Regions from separate parts of the Sus scrofa genome. Here region 2 is linked to region 1. A link is a contact called in public HiChIP or PLAC-seq data. All regions are on one chromosome and are shown on one strand. The core of a region is the stretch at or near the end of the contact, and the rest is flanking DNA. Distances in the headings are between cores, read along the strand shown. Region 1 has its middle 48 kb from the start of IL15. Region 2 has its middle 94 kb from the start of ZNF330.

What was found. HiChIP or PLAC-seq counts read pairs in DNA pulled down with a chosen protein or histone mark.
Region 2: a contact with region 1 is called in an H3K27ac HiChIP or PLAC-seq map of alveolar macrophages. The contact joins two enhancer-like sites. A contact is called at or near these places in 4 of 47 Hi-C or Micro-C datasets (embryonic fibroblasts, retroperitoneal adipose tissue and skeletal muscle) and 1 of 2 datasets of contacts at active chromatin or transcription factors (alveolar macrophages).

The regions. Positions count from the first base shown.
Region 1 is chr8:85,628,392-85,632,659 of Sscrofa11.1, forward strand. No RefSeq gene overlaps it. Among named protein-coding and RNA genes, the nearest start is that of IL15, 48 kb to the right of the region's middle. Within about 2 kb of position 2,565, at least 3 of the 83 cell types and tissues checked have an H3K27ac peak or open chromatin away from gene starts, as enhancers often do. A contact at or near this core is called in alveolar macrophages, where this site is marked.
Region 2 is chr8:85,940,120-85,944,484 of Sscrofa11.1, forward strand. No RefSeq gene overlaps it. Among named protein-coding and RNA genes, the nearest start is that of ZNF330, 94 kb to the right of the region's middle. Within about 2 kb of position 2,797, at least 1 of the 83 cell types and tissues checked has an H3K27ac peak or open chromatin away from gene starts, as enhancers often do. A contact at or near this core is called in alveolar macrophages, where this site is marked.

The DNA.
Region 1 (4,268 bases), core at 1,315-3,814:
GAGGGCTACGCCCTCATATTTGGTCCACAGCACCACTGAATAATGTTGACGCCCTAATCCCTTATGTCAAGGTTGTGGAGATAGGGCGTTTAAGGAGGTGATTAAAGTTACATGAGTTCAGTAGAGTAGAGCCTTGGTCTGATGGGATTCGTGTCCTGTAAGAACAGACATGGGAGAATGTGCCCCTTCTCTGTCTCTGACTCTGTCTCCATTGCTCTCTGCCCTTCCTCCAGGAAGAAGTCCTGGGAGTACACAGCAAGGTGACAGCTTCCTGTTGGCCAGGATGAAGTCCTCACTAGAAACCCACAATGCTTGCTCCTTGATCTTGGACTTCCAGCCTTCACAACTGTGAGAAAATAAATGGCTGCTGTTGAAGCCATCCCATCTAATGTACTTTGTTGTAGGAGCCTGAACTGACTAATACAAATAGGGATAGAGTTTCAGTCATGCAAGATGAACAAGTTCTAGAAATCTGTGGTACGAAAATGTATATATAATTAACAATGCTATACAATATACTTAACAATTTGTTAAGAGGGTAGAGCTCATGTTATGTGTTTTTTACCCAATAAAAAAAAAAAAAAAAAGGGTGGTATTTCTCTAAAGCTTCACATTGCCTCAACACATTTCTTTTCTTTTTTTTTTCTTTTTGGTCTCTTTTTGCCTTTTCTAGGGCCACTCCTGCGGCATATGGAGATTCCCAGGCTAGGGGTCTAATCGGAGCTATAGCCTATGCCAGGGCCACAGCAACGCTGGATCCGAGCTGCGTCCCCAACCTACACCACAGGTCACAGCAACACTGGATCCTCGGCCCACTGAGCAAGGCCAGGGATCAAACCTGCAACCTCATGGTTCCTAGTTGGATTCGTTAACCACTGCACCACGATGGGAACTCCAACACATTCCTTTTCTTTAAGCCCTTGTCCTACATGCAACCATTTCACCCATTTTAATTCCTTCTAACCCAGGTTTTTATCATTTAACCCCTACAATTTGTCACAATTACCTACATTTTATTTTATTGTTTTTATATCGCTCTTATTTTATTTTTACTTTAAGAAACTAATTAGAAAGCGAGTTCCCATTGTGGCTCAGAGGATTATGAACCAGACTAGTATCCATGAGGATGTAGGGTCAATCCCTGGCCTCGCTCAGTGGGTTAAGAATCTCACGTTGCTGTGGGTATGGCATAGGCTGGCAGCTGCAGCACCGATTTGACCCCTCACCTGGGAACTTCCGTATGCTGCAGGTGCGGCCCTAAAAAGCAACTTCATATATATATATATATATACACATATATATATATATATATGAAGTTAAAAAAGTAATGGAAATACATAGTATAAAATCCAAAAGATACAAAAGAGTATCAAGTAAAACCCTAAGTCTTCTGCTGCCTCTGTTCTCTGCCTCGCATCCACCACCTGCCTTCTCAGAGACAACACCTATTTCTTGCACAGTCTTCCAGAAGGAGTCTATGTATAGACAAGCATAAATATATGTTTTCAAACACAGGACAGCATATTCAACAAAACGTTTTGCACCATCCTCTTTTCACTCAAAAGAGATTATTTTATATAAATCTCTAGAGTTCTACTTCAGAGATTATTTTATGCCTCAGAGATTATTTTATATAAATCTCTATAGTTCTACCTCAGAGATTATTTTATATAAACCTTATAGTTCTACCTCAGAGATTATTTTATATAAATCTATATAGTGCTACCTCATTTTTTTGAAGACTAACATTAAAAGACCTCATTCTTTTACAGAACAAAGTATGTTTGTAACAGTGGTTATGAGAGTTATGAGACTAAGCTCTGAATTCCAATCCCAGATCCATATTCCCCTCGGCAAGTTCCTTATCTCTGTGTGCCTCCGTTTCCTCATCTACAAAAGGTGGATGATGCTCATTTGAGCTCAACCGGTTTATTGGGAGGAAATAAAATGACCCAAACAAATAAAGCACTTGAAATGGTGTCTAATACATAGTAAGCACTCACCATTTTTCTGTTATTATTTATCCAGTTCCCTACTGAAAAGCATTATTTCCAATATTTAGTGTCACACATAATTCTACATGAAATATCCTATTTAAAGTCATTCTGCACTTATGCAAGAATATCTAAAAATAGAATAAAGTAGGATAATTTCTGAAAGTAGAAATTTCTAGGTCAGATGAAACAGTCATTTTATATATTTGTACGTATTGCCAAGCTACCCTCCATTCAGACTACGATAATTTATTCTCTACCACCAGTGGTATGAGAATGCCTTTTTTCTCTCACCCTTGCCAGTGTGATGGTTAAAATGATATTGCAGCATAATTCTAACTTCAATTACCTTTTTATGTTAAGCATTTTTTCATATGTTTAAGAGGGAGTCTTTCGCATTTCCGTTTCTCTTTTTTTTAGGATCAATTCATTCACATAATTGCCCCATTTTTTCCGTTCCTTTCCTTCATTTAACTCTCACATTTTTGTTAAAGCGTAAGTGGTCATTGCAGAACCTCTGACTCACTTCCCCTTCAACTGAAATTGCAACCTCTGCCTCTATTTTGCTCAAAAGTTGCTCCCTGGAGGTCACCAGTGTCCTAATTTCTCCACTGAATCGTGTCTTCTCAGTCAGAATTCTCACTCTTTTTCTGCAGTTTTGACTGCTCTGGCCCACCCTCCTTTCAGGGGGGCTTCAAGGGGCTTCCGGGTCACATACCTCTGCTTCTCCTCGGAGCTCTTCCCCTGCTTTCCAGTTTTCTGAGGGGGACCACGTGGGTCACCTGCCAGTTAAACTAAGGTCCCCATATAATTTACCATCCAAACAAAGATACTTTTTAACCAAAAGAGGTGCTCTTAGTAATAATTCCAGGACAATCATTCCAGAAGAATTTTTTTTTACTACGGGGAAATATGCTGACTCTAATCTAACCATTTTTGTCAACTGTTTTCTTCCTTCTCAAGTGTCCACAACTTTCTTTTATAAATTAGTTTCTATTATAGTCAATTTACAATGTTCTGTCAATTTCTACTGTACAGCAAAGTGACCCAGTTATACATACATATACATTCTCTTTTTTTTTCTTTCTTTTTTTTTTTTTGAGGGCCACACCCACGGCATATGGAGGCTCCCAGGCTAGGGATCTAATTGGAACTGCAGCTGCCAGCCTTCGCCACAGCCACAGCAACACCAGATCCAAGCTGTGTCTGTGACCTACACCACAGCTCAAGGCAATGCCAGATCCTTAACCCACAGAGCCAAGCAAAGGATCGAACCCACAACCTCATGGTTCCTAGTCGGATTCATTTCCGCTGCACCACGACGGGACCTCCTACATTCTTTTTCTCACATTATCCTCCATCGTTTTCCATCGCAAGGGATTAGACAGAGTTCCCTATGCTATACAGCAGGCTCTCATTGCTTAGCTTTGGTAATTGAGCTTTGCCGTTTATTTTTAGGAGCTGCAGTCTGCTAAGATGAGGTGAGTAGAATGAATTCATCCAGTATCTTGCTTCCTGGTTGTACCTTCAGTCAAATATTAAATCACTTGGAATTTTAAGAAATGTTCTCCAAATAATTCTGAAGGTATCAGAGATGGTGTATTACCAGAGAGGACAGCACACCTATGTCTGAAACAGTGACGCAGTAGCTACAGGGTCGACTTCAGATAAAACATGTGGTCAGGGAAGATGAGGGGAGCTCTTAAAATTGGATACTCATGGGAATCCTAGAAGCTCATTGTGACCACGTCTTTCCAAGAGCTGATATGTTTAATTTTAAGCCACCTGAAGATTCTGATGTTGTGCTTGCTCATCTGTGAAAACCACTGCCGTTGTTTTAAATTTTTTTGAACCAAAACACTGGAAGGGATTCCCTGTCTACGCAAACAAGGAGACATTGCTGGAACGGGTGGTAGAAGGTGGACCTCTCACTGGCTGCAGCACCGTGGCATTGAACTCCTCTCAAAAGGGAGGCAGCCTGCCCACCCTCCACACCTGTGAACCATGTGACTGCTGGATCGGTTTCATGTAGGCTGGACTGGAGCGGCACCAACCAGTCTCTTCTTCATCTCTTGCTACATCCACAAGTCAGTCTGGTTTATAGGGACAAGCTTGTGTTCTTTGTGTAGCTCATAAAAAAGATTTTTGTGCCTAGAGGAAGAATGGTGTGATATAAAGGCTGCGTTTGTGGATGGGAATACAGAATATTGAAAGTAATTCGCCCTTATAAGTCTTATGTGGGGTCAACATAAGACTTTTGGCTACAAGCTAGTT
Region 2 (4,365 bases), core at 1,547-4,046, 310 kb after region 1:
AAAGGTAAGCAGCAATTGACTTTTCAAGAGGTTATTGGTGTGATGCTGGAAGTTCTGAGATGCAGGATGAGAACGTGTAAGATTCATTGATTTCAACCCACAGCTACCATTTACTAAGTTCTGTAAAATACAGCAGGCAGCCATCCCTGCCTTGGGATTTGACAGGCGTCTAAATCAGACAGTCAAGTGAGGTCCAGAAATCTAATAAGACCAAATGACAAAAGCAGCGTGAGAAACTGAAATGAGGTTTAGCATCCATTACTGACATGGAAAACAAAAAGTAACCCAGAAAAGCCTTCCCTGAAGACCCAGGAAAGCATCTGCAACTTTCAATAAGAGGTCCGTTTCCAAAGAGCATCATCTTTACCAGAGAAAGAACACATGCATTCACATCACCTCTGCAGACAGGACTTGATTTCCAAATTGCTCGGTCCCACGTCTTGGGAGGGGCTGCCCAGGCAAGTCCTGAACACCACAGACTTCCCCACAATGAGTGTCTTTGTGTGTCTTGGTGGGAATGGAGAAGAAACGAAGAGCAGGAATTGTTTATTGGCCTCTTTCCTACATCCTTCTTCCTCTTGTTTCTTTAAAATGGAGATATTTATGATAGATGAGTTAATGGATAAATAATTGAGTGAATGAATAAATGAAAACAATACCATAAACTGGAGGATATGATGTGTAAATGGACTCTGCCTCATTAAATACAGAAAAATGGTGAATTGTCATCTTATGCTTTCCTAACTAGAAGTTCTTCCTCTGCCTCAGCCCATCTTAGAACGTTTGACACTGATTGAGTATGCAGGCCATTCTACTGACCCCATGCAACCAGTGAGCCAGCTGTGTCCACTTCATGTCTGAGCCAAGGTTATGCAAGCAGAGGAGAAGCACAGAGAATGAATAGTGGAAGCCTGGAGGGCATCTGTCTATGACAGCCTCTGATATGGCAACAGGGATAGCAGGGTGGCTCACTGATGTTTCTGCCAAGACTGGAGGTAAGGGTGAATAAAGCAGTGTGCTGTGGAATTAGGAAAAGAAAAAAAGGAAACTTCTCTTCCCTCTTCTGGTATGTGAGTATACACACACAAACAGCACAGATACTGCCACACAACACATAAAAATTCCAAAAAACAAATAAAACTCCGTGATGGATACAATGGAATCTGCAGCCAAGGAAACCAGAATACACTTGAGAAAACGTTCAGAACCAGAGCCTCCTCTTGTACATCAGATATGGCTGTCTCAGAGGGCAGTGTGGAGGCTACAGATTCAGAGAAGAGGCCATTCATGTGAGCTGGAGGGTTGAAGCAGAATAGTGAAGGGTGACTTGAGCCAAACTGTAGAAGCCCAGCTCAATGTGGCTGAATCTTGAGGTACAATTGAAAGTCCAGATGAAAATACATTAAGAAGTAAAGGCTCTGTAAATAAAGCGTACTTAATAAAGAATAATAATAAAATAAAAGAATAGAGAAGAAATTGCAAGAGAGAACCAAAAAGGAAAAAAAAGTAGAAGAAAAAGTAAAGGCTTGGAGGTGAGACAACTCCAGCCAATTTTCTGAGAAACTATGGCAACTCAAGAAAACGTCTCTAAAAGAATTGTGGTAAGATTGCAGTGGCTAGGACTTCCAACACAATGTTGAATAAAAGTGGTGAGAGTGGGCATCCTTGTCTTATTCCAGATTTTACAGGGAAGGGTTTCAGTTTTTTTTCTGTTGAGTGTTATATTCGCTGTAGGCTTGTCAAAAATGGCTTTGATTATGTTAGGTTGCCTCTATACCCACTTTGGTAAGAGTTTTTATCATGAATGGATATTGGATTTTGTCAAATGCTTTATCTGCATCTATTGAGATGGTCAGGTGATTTTTTACTTTTCTTTTGGAAATGTGCAGCAACATGGATGGAACCAGAGATTCTCATACTCAGTGAAGGAAGCCAGAAAGAGAAAGACAAATGCCATATGATATCTCTTACATGTGGAATCTAATATATGGCACAAATGAACCTATCTACAGCAAAGAAACAAATTCATGGACATGGAGAAAAGACTTGTGGCTGTCAAGGGGGGGCGGGGGATGGACAGGGAGTCTAGGGTTAGTAGTTGCAAACTGCTGCATTTGCAGCAGATAAGCAATGAGGTCTTGCTGTATAGCACAGGGAACTATATCCAGTCACTCGTATGGAACATGATGGAGGATAATGTGAGAAAAAGAATGTGCGTATATATATATATATATAGTTTTATAACTATATATATAGTTATAAATATATACACATATATATATAAACTGGGTCACTCTGCTATACAGCAGCATTGTAAATCAACTATAATTTTTAAAAATTAAAAAATAAAGAATCGTGTATTAATAAAGAGGATGAAACTAGTGGACAACAAGTGGGAAGGTTGAGGCTTTACTCTGAGGGCAAGGCATGTGGTACACTTAGGATGAACTGAAGTTGGTCACAAATAGGAAGTATCTGGTCAGGTTAACTTGGTCATACTGTACAGGACTCAACAAGCGTGCAGTAAATAGGGACTCATAAACATGTCAGTTTCCCCCTGAGATCTTGGGGTTTAGTTTGTGTTGTTGGTTTTTAAACTCTCTCTAGATGATGATACTTTCAAACCAATATTTGCAAGAGGTCACACTTCACACACTATAACTTTTCAGGCCAGCACAAGCCAGGAGGAAGGAGGCATTTTTTTCCTTCTCATCCCAACTCAGAACAACAGCTGATGTCACCGTGCAGGAAACTCTAGGCCACAGTTGTGCTGTTTCCTTCTGTCATAGACTGATGATTCAAGCCACATTGCTCACTCCTGCCTCCCTGCTTGAAATTTTCTCTCACAAGCTCCCAGGTCCTGCCCAAGTTCCTCTTGATTTTCCCTGGGGGAAGTGGGTTACCAGCTCACAGGAAGCTTCTTCTTGGTTTTATTCCATTCATGGGCTGGAATCAGAGCTTCCTCTGATTTCTCAGTCTCCACCACAAGGTGGGAAAACGTGGTTTTAGGGACCCCTTTCCCAGGATATCCCATGCTGCTTGGAGAGTCTGCTGTCAGGCCCTCCCTTTTTAGCCTCCAAGAGTTTCTTCATCAGATTTAAGGTATGCTATGTCACTCAGTGAGCCAAACAAAAGCAAAATACAACTGACGCTGACATTCGGGGTATTTTGTACTTAATGACTCTTATACTACACTTCCTAAATTACTCTCATAAAAACTGAATTTGAAAAGCCATTTTTCTCAACTGCCACTAATATGTTCATTTCATTTGGCTCTGTTGCACAATTGAGCATGACAGATTTAGCCAGTTTTGATATATTAAAACTTTTCCTTTACTCCCGCTTTACAGGCTAATTTTTTTTCCCCAGCTGGGAGCAAACTAAATTTTCAACTACTCCGTAATAGTATGATTTTCAAAATTCACTCTTTCAGCATGTTTTTTGGTTTTGTTTGGTTTGGTTTGGTTTGGTTTTTTTGTTTTTGTTTTTGTTTTTGTTTTTTTTTTGTCTTTTCAACTTGTTTCAGAGACTGCAATAAAGAGCTAATCTTTGGATAATACATACTGGATCTGTCTTGTGAACAAGGAAGAGCGATTTATTTTTTTTGCCCCCAAATGGGGATCGGGTGTACTTCTGATGTCAAGCAGTGCTAAGCCAGGGTTAAAACAAGAGCAGGGCACTTGTATTGATCTAAGATTAGGACTTTGAAAATGCCAATATTTTACCTATTTTTACTTAGTACCAGGGACATTCTGCAATAAGTATTACTTAGGAAGAAAATCCATGTAACAAGCTTGCTCTGTAGTCCTTTTATCTGTACGCCTCAGGCCTTTCCATTAAGTCAAAAACACCCACAGCATTAACTGGCCAAAGAAGTTGGAGATAACAAAGCAAAGTATCAGTTCTGTAAAAGACTTATCCTGAATACACTTATTAACATGGTCTTCATTCAAGATCTGAGTTATTGAAAAGAAAAAAGAGAAGAGAAGGGAAGGAAAGGAAAGGGAAAGGAGACATTATTATCTTAAAAAATAAAATCAATATTTTAGAAGGTAGCAGTGGAGATGGGACTCTTAAAGGTCATTTTTTTTTCCTTGGATTTCAACTTCATTTTTTTTTTGTTTTGTTTTGCTTTGTTTTTTTAGGGCCACACCTATGGAAGTTTCCAGGCTAGGGGTCGAATTGGAGCTATAGCCAATGGCCTACGCCACAGCCACAGCAAGGCCAGATCCAAGCCCCATCACCTTCATACTTCTGTAAAGAAGAAGCTGATTTGCTAAGAATATTTAGGACTAAGATGGCCCATCCCTACTGCTTGCATTCCCTGACTGGTGAGGAGTAGCTAGCCATGATGCAGGTGGGACA